Regions from separate parts of the Mus musculus genome. Here region 2 is linked to region 1. Evidence: chromatin contacts called from public promoter capture Hi-C data. All regions are on one chromosome and are shown on one strand. The core of a region is the stretch at or near the end of the contact, and the rest is flanking DNA. Distances in the headings are between cores, read along the strand shown. Region 1 holds the start of Tcn2 (transcobalamin 2). Region 2 holds the start of Pla2g3 (phospholipase A2, group III).

Evidence for each region. Promoter capture Hi-C pulls out the DNA fragments that hold promoters and counts their contacts.
Region 2: a promoter capture Hi-C map of neural stem cells shows a contact between it and region 1. The contact joins the promoter of Pla2g3 here to the promoter of Tcn2 in region 1. A contact is called at or near these places in 6 of 39 promoter capture datasets (the 3T3-L1 cell line, the C10 cell line, the HPC-7 cell line and 3 more), 2 of 15 datasets of contacts at CTCF or cohesin (the NIH/3T3 cell line and large pre-B cells), 1 of 484 Hi-C or Micro-C datasets (cerebellar granule neurons), 4 of 115 datasets of contacts at active chromatin or transcription factors (bone marrow-derived macrophages, embryonic stem cells, kidney and 1 more) and 2 of 9 other capture datasets (embryonic stem cells and macrophages).

Annotation. Positions count from the first base shown.
Region 1 is chr11:3,930,380-3,935,795 of GRCm38.p6, forward strand. Tcn2 (transcobalamin 2) reads right to left here and starts at 1,665. Exons shown (of 10, transcript NM_015749.3): 1 at 1,597-1,665; 2 at 1,014-1,208. The coding sequence starts at 1,077.
Region 2 is chr11:3,486,030-3,491,410 of GRCm38.p6, forward strand. Pla2g3 (phospholipase A2, group III) reads left to right here and starts at 2,198. Exons shown (of 7, transcript NM_172791.2): 1 at 2,198-2,824; 2 at 3,733-3,865; 3 at 4,114-4,248; 4 at 4,778-5,061. The coding sequence starts at 2,323.

The DNA of each region.
Region 1 (5,416 bases), core at 415-2,914:
CATTGGGGCTAACAGCTCAAGGCTGAGGTGGGAATCCCTGAGGACTGTCCAGACAGCAACCAGGGACCCAAGGATAAGGAGCTTTAACAGGACATGGCCAGAGAGTCTAGGCACCTATGGAAGGTGCTAGCCTCAGGTCCCAAGAACTGGATCCAGTACAGTTCTGTTATCTTGAGCTGGGGCATCATCTCTCTGATCCGTGCTTAAGGTTTGCCCGAGTTCACCTGAGACCAGATAATCAGGGTACCCGGGAGGAAGGGGAGAGATGAGACACCCCTGCTTTCTGCCTGATCCCCGGGTATGACTGTGCCTGAACCTATAACCTAAAGGTCACAATCACGTTTTGAGAGGTCCCTAGAATCTATAAGAGGTCTCTGGAGGACTATAGCCCTGGGATGACTATCTGGAGCAGTCAGGGAGAACCTTCAAGTACCTGGAATGTTTGCCGCCGCCCCCCCCCCCCATCCATTCCCTCTGGGACTTCTTCCCAAAGCCTTCTAGTCCTTCTAGTCTTTGGACATCCTTTCCCATCCTTCTCTTTGATTCGACGGACCCCCGTGGCTTTCTATTGTTGCCTCAGGGTGACTTGTTTTGCATCACTCACGGTAACCCAATTTGGCACCCCTTTTGCCCCTTTCATAGAGCATAAACCCTAGGAGAGCTGGGACAAGTCTTGTGTACTCCTGACCCTTTCTCCAAACTAAACACCGGGCCTATTAACCTATCTCAGAGAGGCCCCATGTGCACCGAGTAAATGAACAAACTGCTGGATGAACTGGGGAGACCCTGTCGGGGACAGGGGGCACGTGTCCATTCAGCATGCCCAAGCACTAAGGTCCTGTTAAAAACTGCTGTGGGAGACCTGAGGGGCAGGTAAGTTTCTCCATCCCCCACTTCCAGTTTCCAATTTCCCCAATGGACAAGGACAGCCCCCCCCCACACACACACATATATCCCCGCTCCCCTGCCCTTCTCCCCCCACCCCAGGGTCCAGACACGGGTTGGTTACTTACCACAGAATTCAGCAAGAGCCCCAAAGACTCCAGAAAGGAGCAGCAGCGCCTTCAGGAGCTCCATGGCAGGCACAGGTGGGAGGTGGGAGACTCCTGGGTCTCACCTTGAGGGCTTGTCTGACTGCAACTGTTGTCTTGCTTAGGAAGAGGCAGCTTCACTGATTAATTGTCCTTCCAACAGCCGGAAGCACGCTGCTAAATCAGCAGAGAGAAAGGGGGAAAGGTCTGTTATGGGGCAGGAGGCCAAAGAACAGAGGAAGGAAGGAAGGGCAGAGCTGCTTGTCCTCCAGATGAGAACAAAAAGGGACTCCGTGGGGCAACTCAAAGCTAACCTTATCTGTCCCGAACGCTTTAAAGACCCCGGAAGCAGCACAGAAAGCCTGGTGCCTAATCTGTCCCAAGTCTATCTGACAGTGCTCGCCGGGGTCCGCCCTGCCCCGGCTTGCACACCCGCCCCGCGCCCTCCCCCCCCCCCGCCCCCCGCACATCCCAGCCCCCTGCCCACACACACACACCCCACCCCTGCCTGCACACCCGCACCGTTGCTGCTCTGGCTGCAGACATTCAGGACTAGAGTACCTACCGGGTGCACTTCACAGGAGTCCCTGGAAAGTACTTACTTTGACTCTCGGGGTCAGAGCTGGGAAACTGTGGTGATCACGTGACGGAGCTCTCTGGCGTCAGCTGTTCTGCCAAGGAGGCGGGGCAGCTGCTGGACCCGGCCCAGACAAACAAGTCTCAATCAACCAGACACAGCCTGGGTTTCCTTGAGGCGACAGCGAAAGTTGAAGAACAAGTGAATCTAGCAAGTTGCAAAACCTTTGGGAGCAGGGCTGCAGGGCTACTTGCCCTGAACTAGGAACGTCGCTTAAAGACATCTTGGCAGAAAAAAAACATTGCTTATCTGCCCAGCCCCACTGGAGACTCGAAGGATGAATCTAGCAGCGATGGGTGACCTCTCTGAGTTTCAAGTTATTCTCTCTCTCTCTCTCTCTCTCTCTCTCGAGAGAGAGAGAGAGAGAGAGAGAGAGAGAGAGAGAGAGGGTTAAACAATATTATCCTAGCAGCAATTTCCCAGTTCCACTTGTGAAGATGTTGAGACCGTAACATGCCTCTAGTCATCTTCAAATGAGATGTTTGTTACAACTATTTTTATAGCAAACTGTCAAAGGTCACACTTTCAAGAGAATCTATTTTTGTGCCAGGGTAATTATCACAAGCTAAGACCCAACACAGATATATATGGACCTGGATAGCAGTTATTAATTAGCAGTAATTAACGTAATGCATGTGTTGTTGCTGGCCTAGGTCATGTTGTCAGAGAAACTGAAAAAGACAAAGGACTCTATCATAATGCGGGGGTCACATGTGGGGTGCACACCTCTAGCCCCAGCCACTCAGGAGACTGAAGTAGGACTGACTGGCAGCCAGCTTGAGTAACCATGAGACCCTATCTCTTTAAAAGGAGGAAGAGAAGCTGGAAGAAGAGGCGGTGGGGAGCCAAGTATGGCTCTTGGTGCACACCTATATCTAGAATGTGGGAGACTGAGGCAGGAGAATCATTCCAAGTTCCAAGCCAGGCTGGGCTACTGAGACCTCATCTCAAAACTCAGGGAGACATAAGATGGGGAGAAGGAAGAAAGAAGTGAAGGAAGGAGAGAGGCAGGGAAGGGAGAAGCAGTAATTAGCTCGGAGTAAGGCGGGAAGTCCGCATGCACGTGCATTTTGCAGGGAGAAGAGGCTCCAGTGTTGTGGGTGCTCACCAGAGAAGACTGCTCGAATGTGAGTTTGAGCCAATAGAAGTCCTTATTCGCCGGCACTGACTACACTGGGTGTCTGGGATCCCTGCGTAGTCCCTAGACTTTCTCAGGGTGAGCCTTGAAGCACAAAAACCATGTCCTGGGTTGACACATTTCAATTAACAAAAACAGTTAGCCAGAAATGGAATTAGAGAAGCCAAAAAGCAAGGTTAGTACATTCAGACTTTCCCAGAACTGTGGACTTTGATGGGCTAGGTCTTTGTTTTGTTTTGGCAGGTGGTGCTGTCTACATGCTGAGTTTTACAGCCTGAATGATACTTTCATCATGGAGTCAGTTGTGCTAAGGTCACCAGGAAACTGTGCTTCTCCTGAGGCCATGCACTCAGGATAGTGTCCCGATAACTGATAATCTTTGAGGGTTTACGACTTTTTTAAAATGGAGATTTCTTTTTCTTCCCCTAACATCATAGGTTCTCAATCTTTTGCTATTCAAAAACATTTTAGTAAGAATGAAGCCCCCCAGTCTAGTCTGGGCTGCTACATAACTCTGACCACGGCCAGGAGCTGCAAGGAAGGAATTTCTGGACCTCACATTCCACACCTGCCTTAACTTTCCAGTTTCTAAGAAAACAGACTCTCAGGAGCCCTGAGCTGTCCAGACCTGAGGCTGACCTCCCACACAGCCCTGAGCTGTCCAGACCTGAGGCTGACTTCCCACACAGCCCTGGTGGTTTTGAATGTCCACCAGAATCTCCTTGGTTGACCTTTGACTCAACCCCACCTTCCCTCTGACCTTCAGTGACCTTTGCCCATGAAAAACAGTCCACAGGTCCTTCGTGGGGACCCTCCCAGACACAAAAGGTCAACACCCCCAGTGTTCATGGGTGAATGGGCTAGAACATAGCCCATGGTTAGAAATATAATCCCAAGGAGAAAAATCCACATGTAGGCACACAGACCGCATGAGAAGAACGGGCGGAACAAATGTGGACCCATGCAGGTACACGGAGAACATTCATTGTGTAATAAAAATACACAGTGTTGCCGGGCGATGGTGGTGCGAGCCTTTAATCCCAGCACTTGGGAGGCAGAGGCAAGCGGATTTCTGAGTTCAAGGCCAGCCTGGTCTACAAAGTGAGTTCCAGGACAGCCAGGACTGCACAGAGAAACCCTGTCTCAAAAAACCAAAATAAATAAATAAATAAATAAATAAATACACACTGTTGGGGCTGGTGAGATGGCTCAGCGTTTAAGAGCACTGACTGCTCTTCTGAAGGTCCTGAGTTCAACTCCCAGCGACCACATGGTGGCTCACAACCATCTGTAATGAGATCTGACGCCCTCTTCTGATGTGTTTAAAGACAGCTACAGTCTACTTGCATATAATAATAAATAAATCTTTAAAAGATACACAGTGTTACAAAAGTTCATAGAAGCAGATGGAAAATGAGCACATGACCACTTCTAGTGATGATGGAGAAGGTTTTTAATGTAGATATGAGGGAGCGCACAGCCAAGGGCATCTGGAAGGTTTCAGACTGAACTAGGTCACGAGAAGAGATGAGGGGAGAGTAAAAGAAAGATGGGGCAGAGAGAGAAGCCAAGGACCAAGAGGCCAAGAGCGCCAAGAGAATGGGTAGCCAAAATGGCTGAATTAGATAGGAGAAAAGAGAGGAGAAGACAGGTGGAAGGAAAGGCTTGGGGATGGGAGAGGTTTAGAGTAGGGGTGTGCCAGCCAAGATGGCTCCATAACAGGTACTTGTGATCAGGGACTGAGAGAGACTAGAGGTAGTAGGAAATGCTGATGAGCACCACAGGCATAGGGCAACAGACGAGCCATGTGTCCCTTTTGTCAGAGATCAGGACAATGACTCCTTTCAGTCAATAGGAACTCTCTTAAGTCTCTGAGGAAATGCTGGCTTAGCTAAATGCCAGAGTTTGCAAAAAGGAATTTCCTGAGACCTGACTACTGGAAAGGTCTGAAGAGAGCAAAGAGGGATAGAGATCAGGAGGGGACTATAGGGAGGTGGGCACCAGGAAGGAGTGGGAGGTAAAAGAGTAATGTGAGAGGGAACAAATGAGGACAGAGAACACTGGCACACTCGTGCAAATGCCACACTTGTTACTCTGTAACTTAATGTTAATAGGGGCTGAAGTTGTGGCTCAGTAGGTAGGGAGCTTGCTTAACTTATTCAGTGTATGCCTCTTAAACTGGGCACGGCAGCTCATGCTTGTGATCCAAGCGCTCCAGAGGCCGAGGCAGAAACATTGCCAAGAGTTTGAAGCCATCCTGTGCTAGTCATGAGTTCTAGGTCAGCCAGGGCTTTAGTTGTGAGATCTTGCCCCCCCAAAAATTGTGTGTGTGTGTGTTCTTGTTGGTTTTCATTTTGTTTTGCTATGGTTTGGTTTTGGAGACAGGATCTCACTATGTAAGTTAGGCCAGCCTCAAACTGTTCATCCTCCTGCCTTCACCCTGCAACTGCCAGGGTTATATGAACAATCATAGCTAGCTTAGGAACACCCCAGATAAAGTGACATCAGGAACAACTGATTACATCTCAAAAGCAAGGTAAGACTCCCTGAAGGACTCGAACTCCAGATGTGTACCGCACGCACGCACGCACGCACGCACGCACGCACGCA
Region 2 (5,381 bases), core at 948-3,447, 440 kb before region 1:
CATCCCAGGTTGGTGGAAGCTCAGAGAAAAGCTCGCTCCCCATCCCGGGTCTTATCCACTCATTTTGGACCCTCTGTCTTCTGAGGGACACACTGATGAGAAACAAGGTACATCTCCTGTCCCATAGACTGACCGATGTGTCCCCCACGTGGAGTCAGAAGAGAAACAGTGAGTGCCTGCCTCCCTTGCAGTCTGTTGCCACCCTAGCCTGCCTTCCCATGGGGTGGACAGGAAGAGATCTCAAAGATCCTCCCTCAGAACCTGCCTCTACAGAGGAGAAAAACAAAGACCTGAAGAGGACAAAGTTCCCTAGTGAGGCAGCGCCCTGGCCACAGTCCCTCCCACAGTCCCTGTCCCAAACTGGGTAGATATAGATTCAGAGGCCCCCAAACCTTAGGGTTTGCTTTCTCCTAGTTAGGCTGCTTCCTGCTACCCTGGGGTGTTAGTGAGTGTTTTCACAGCGGACGGACGCTATGCTTATGGTAAGAGTCTTACCTAATGCCTGTGAGTAACAACAGGGATCAGGAACGTCCCGGTCATGCAGAAGAGGAAGCTGAGGGCCAGAGCTGTAGGTTTCTAAGGCCAGGCTCACACTGTTCCAGTTGGGTCTGTCTGATCTTTCCAAAGCTGGGCTCTTGATGTGAGTCCATCCAGCCTTCCCAGTGAAGGGCAAGGAAGGCTGTGGAATGTGGAAAAGGGAGCCGAGCTGGATGGCAGGTCCTACGACAACAGCGAATACCACTACTGTGCTTTTTTTAAAACCTTGGCTTGTGCCCACACCCTCTTCTCTCACTGCCACCACATCTTTCTCAACCTCAGGAGAGGGGTTTGGCACCTGGGTTAAATAATTCTCTTTTCATTAATCCTCGGCTATTACCTCCAGGTCAGGGCTAGTTCTGAAGCCACAAAGATAGGCCTCATGGCTGAAGCGGACTCTCTGCTCCCTTCCTACACTGGCTCTGCCTCTGCCTCGACGGGACTTGACTTCCTGCAGAGTGTAGCATGGCAGCTGAGGGGGACTGCTCCAGCTAGCCCCAATTTGCGCCTTTAAACTCTCTCAGCCCTGTGGGGACCTGAGTGTCGTTTGAATTATTTTTACATCACTCTGGGGCTTCAGTTTCTTCCTATCTTGACTGTTGTTGTTGTTGCTGCTGCTGCTGTTGTTGTTTGTGTGTTTGTTTTTGAGACAGGGTTTTTGTGGCTTTGGCTGTCCTGGAACTCATTATGTAGACCAGGTTTGCCTTAAACACCGAGATCTGCCCACCTCTGCCTTCTAAGTGCTGGGATCAAAGGTGTGCACATAACAGCCAGCTGGGCTCAGTTTCTTCATCTATATAATGGGTATAACTACTAGCTTCACCAGATGGTTGGAAGCAAAATAACACATCAGCTTGGGGACATGGGAAACAGTGCTGAGTATAGCCCCCTCCATGATACAGAGACGTAAGCCTCTTGGGGGGGGTGGGACACATGATTCCTTCTGGGCGTCATACTCCAAGAATAGAAGGACCTGGCCCCCTGAGCCATTTTATACTTATTTGGGGACCTTATCTTTTAAATCCCCAGTGCCAGTCCTGCTCCAGGTTACTATCAGGTCCTACTCTGGTTATGTATCCCAACCATCAGACAGGAGTATGGCGTTGGACCAGACCTGTGCTGGAAGTCGCAGGGATCCTGTGGCACTCTCTTTGGAGAATCCCAACAGCCTTTCTCAGAACCAGGACTTGCAAAGAGCACCAGAATCAACCTTCTTTTCCCAGAAGATTTGGGAACTCCCAAGGTGGGCTCCAGAGCCCCAGCCGTGCCCTGGCCTCTTTCACCCGCCCTAACTGAAGTCCATGGCCTCTTGCCAATCTCATAGACTTGGGTGTGGTAGTTGCAACTGGGTTAGGAGTACAAGGACAGGTTCTGGAGGTCTCCTCTAAGTCCCTGAACTCTCTTCTGGCTCCAAAGGGGATAAAGCTCCCCCTTGACCTCCCTCCTCCATCCTCACCCTCATAGTCCAAGGCTTTGGCTCCCACAGATGCTTCCAGGGCAGCCCGGGGCAGGTGACTGGACAGCTCCGCGGACACGATGAGTGGAGGCGTGGGCTCAGCAATGCATCCCTCAGCCAATCAGCAGCCTGCCCAGCCGGTGGATTCGGTTACAAGCCCAATATCACCCCATACACCAGCCTTCCTCCTCCTCCCTAGGCTCCATTCATTGGCCCTGACACCCAGGGGCTGCTGGGCATCGCTTCCGCTGGAGCCTCAGCAGCTGCCTCAGGGGCAGTCAAAGGCAGGCATCCCGGGGCTTTGTCTGACCAGGCTGGACTAGAGTAGAATGGGGGTCCTGGGGGTACTTCTAGGAGTGCTGGCTTTCCTAGAGGGCTCCCATACCCGTCACTGGGACAGTACCTCCTGCCATTTGGTCCAGCCCATCCCTGGTAACCCTCTGGGCTCCCTGAGCTTCTTGGGCAAAGATGCCCAAGGCCTGGCATTATTCCAGGCCTTCTGGGATACACACCACAGGCTGCAGGTTTGTATCAGGCAGGATGAATCTGAACTTATCACAGCGTTCAGGGCCCTCTGTGCTCATGAGCCTTTGCAGCACTCCTTCATCCAAACCCCTGGACCTGCGCTGCAGAGAGCACTGGCCACTCTGCAGAGCCAGTGGGAGGCATGTCAAAGGTCTCAGGATAGTCCTACAGGAGCCAGGGAGAAGCGAGCAATAGAGCAGAGTGGAGCACCTGACAGAGAGCACCGTCGAAGGAGGAGAGGCTGGACCATTCCTGGCACGCTGTGGTGCGGTGTTGGGAACTCTGCTGAAAATGCCTCAGAACTGGGTGAGCCCCCGGGGTTTGGGTAGGTGTATGGTATGTATATGTGGGGTGGGGTGTTGGACTCCAGCCTGGCTCCCATTCTTCCAGGCTGTGTTATTGGAGAAGTGACATAGGCACTTTAACCTCATTTTTTAAATCTGTAAAATGGGTATGAATATGAGTAGCTCTTCATGAGACACTTAAGTGACGTCATGGATGTGAAAGGTCTTACTCAAACCCATGAATCACTCGAGGGAGGAGGTAGATTGAGGAGGATCCAGATTCTACTGCTCTAAACAACCTCTACCCATGAGGTTCTTCAGTGGCAAGAGCTCCAAAGACCTGGGTACAGCTCAGCATATTCAAGCTGACACTTCTTGAAGCTCCAAGTTCCTTATCTAGAAGATAAAGAGCCACTTCCCTTTGGGGGCTGCTGTGAACTCCGCTCATGTAAACATCACAACAAAGGGCGCCATTGCTCGAACTGTGGTTGAATGCTGTATATCTGCAAGGAATGCTGCTGGAGGACTAGGCTTGAGCAGGCAGGATGGCATCTTGGCCACCCAAGATGTTCTTGCTGTGCCAGAGGAAAGACTGTGCCTGGCCTGACTATCATTCCATAACACACACTTTCATTATCTGGAGTTTTATTTGGGTGTGAGCTTGGGAACTCTGTGAGTCAGCTCTGAGGAAGACAAGTCCAGAAGCTGGTGGGTGGGCTCCCTTGTTTGGACCAGGCAAAGGAGGCTGCCAGCCTGTGGTCTTCTCTGAGAACTCTGGAGCTGTGAGGGCCCTGTATCTGGACAACAAGCGCCCTGCCCTGGCCATGAGCTGGACTGCGGAGGGCCGTTTGCTATACAAGGTAGGCATATATGAGCTGCTTCACAGCATCCAGGCCCCTGCTCCACTTTGTTCCCTTTCTCTCCATGCAGGCGTGTTCCACGGCCCTGACCTCTGCTGCCGGGAACACGATCAGTGCCCACAAACCATTTCGCCCTTGCAGTATAACTATGGCATCCGAAATTTCCGCTTCCACACCATCTCTCACTGCGACTGTGACGCCAGGTTGGCAGCAGAAAGAGAGGGCCTGAGGCTCGGGGACAGAGTAGAGTTACCCGGTTCTTGGGTCTAGGCACCAGGGACCCAGAGAGTTCTAAAGACCAGCAGCTGGGGCCCCTTCTTCCAACCACCCTCCGTGCAGGTGGGCCGAACTGAGGCTCTAGAGCAGGAAGGATCCTTTGGTAGGGTGGGCTGCAAAAGTTCCCAGGAGGCTCTCCGGGGTCCTTGGACCTGAATTCTGGTTCTGGGGACAGGTTTCAACAGTGCCTGAGGAGCCAGGGTGACTCCATCTCCGACATCATGGGCGTGGCCTTCTTCAACGTGCTGGAGATCCCCTGCTTTGTGCTGAAGGAGCAGGAGGCCTGTGTGGCTTGGAACTGGTGGGGCGGGTATGTGGCTGCCCCACTGGAGTCCTTGCCCGACCAGCAGGGCAACCTGGGCTCTAAGACCAGGGAGGGAGGTCTGTTTGTCCTCCAGCACCCATGCATTGTCCTTCGGTCAGGGCAGGGCTAGGGCTTTGCACCCTTCTGGGGTATTTCCCACAACCTAGTAGGAGGGGGACTGATGAAACTGGCAGAGAGGGCTTGAGAGATACCTCAGTGGTTAAAAGCACTGACTGCTCTTCCAGAGGTCCCGAGGTCAATTCTCAGCAACCACATGGTGACTTACAACCATCTGTAATGGGATCTGATGCCCTCTTCTGGTGTGCCTGAAGACAGCAACAGTGTACTCATATATAAAAAATAATTTGAAAGGAAGGAAGGAAAGAAGGAAGGAAGGAAGGAAGGAAGGAAGGAAGGAGAAAGAAAGAAGAAGTAAAGAAAGAAACTGGCAGAGATTTAGTCCACAGAGATGATTCTGTGAGGCTTTGGGAACAGGAATTCTGGGTCACTAAATGCCTCAAATTGCCCCCTTCAGGTGCAGGGCATATGGCTCCACGCCCCTTGCTCACCTTCGGCCCAGGACTTACTATAATGCCTCCTGGAAGGCTGAGGCCACCTCATATACTCCCAGCCCCCAAAGCCCAGCACCCAGCAAACACCCACAGAAGAGGGGCCCACAGCAGACACAAGCCAGACGTCACAGCACAACTACCACTACACCTTTCCAGACCCCTGCCATCTCCTCCAGACCTGATATGATCCCCAGAGGCCAGCCAGGAGTTCCACATCTGGGCTTCCAGGATGGCCCAAAACATCAAAGTGAGCTTAAAAATCAAGCTTTTTCAGGGGTATGTTGGGTGGGTGTTCTTACCTCTGTTTGCAAATGTAGTGTTACCTATTTGTTTTTATTATTATTGTTATTATTGTTTGTTTGTTTGTTCTAAACACCTCCCAGGGCATTCCAACTTTCTTCATTAGATATAAGGGATTTCCGTAGTCTATAGATTGAGTAGTGTCATGTCCTGTTGAGTACATCACCTCTTGCAATATCAGCTGATAAAGTCTCAACACTGAGCACACTCAGGCCCTATCAAGTACCCACTAGCTGAAACTTCAGCTTCACAGACTTCCCTAGTTCC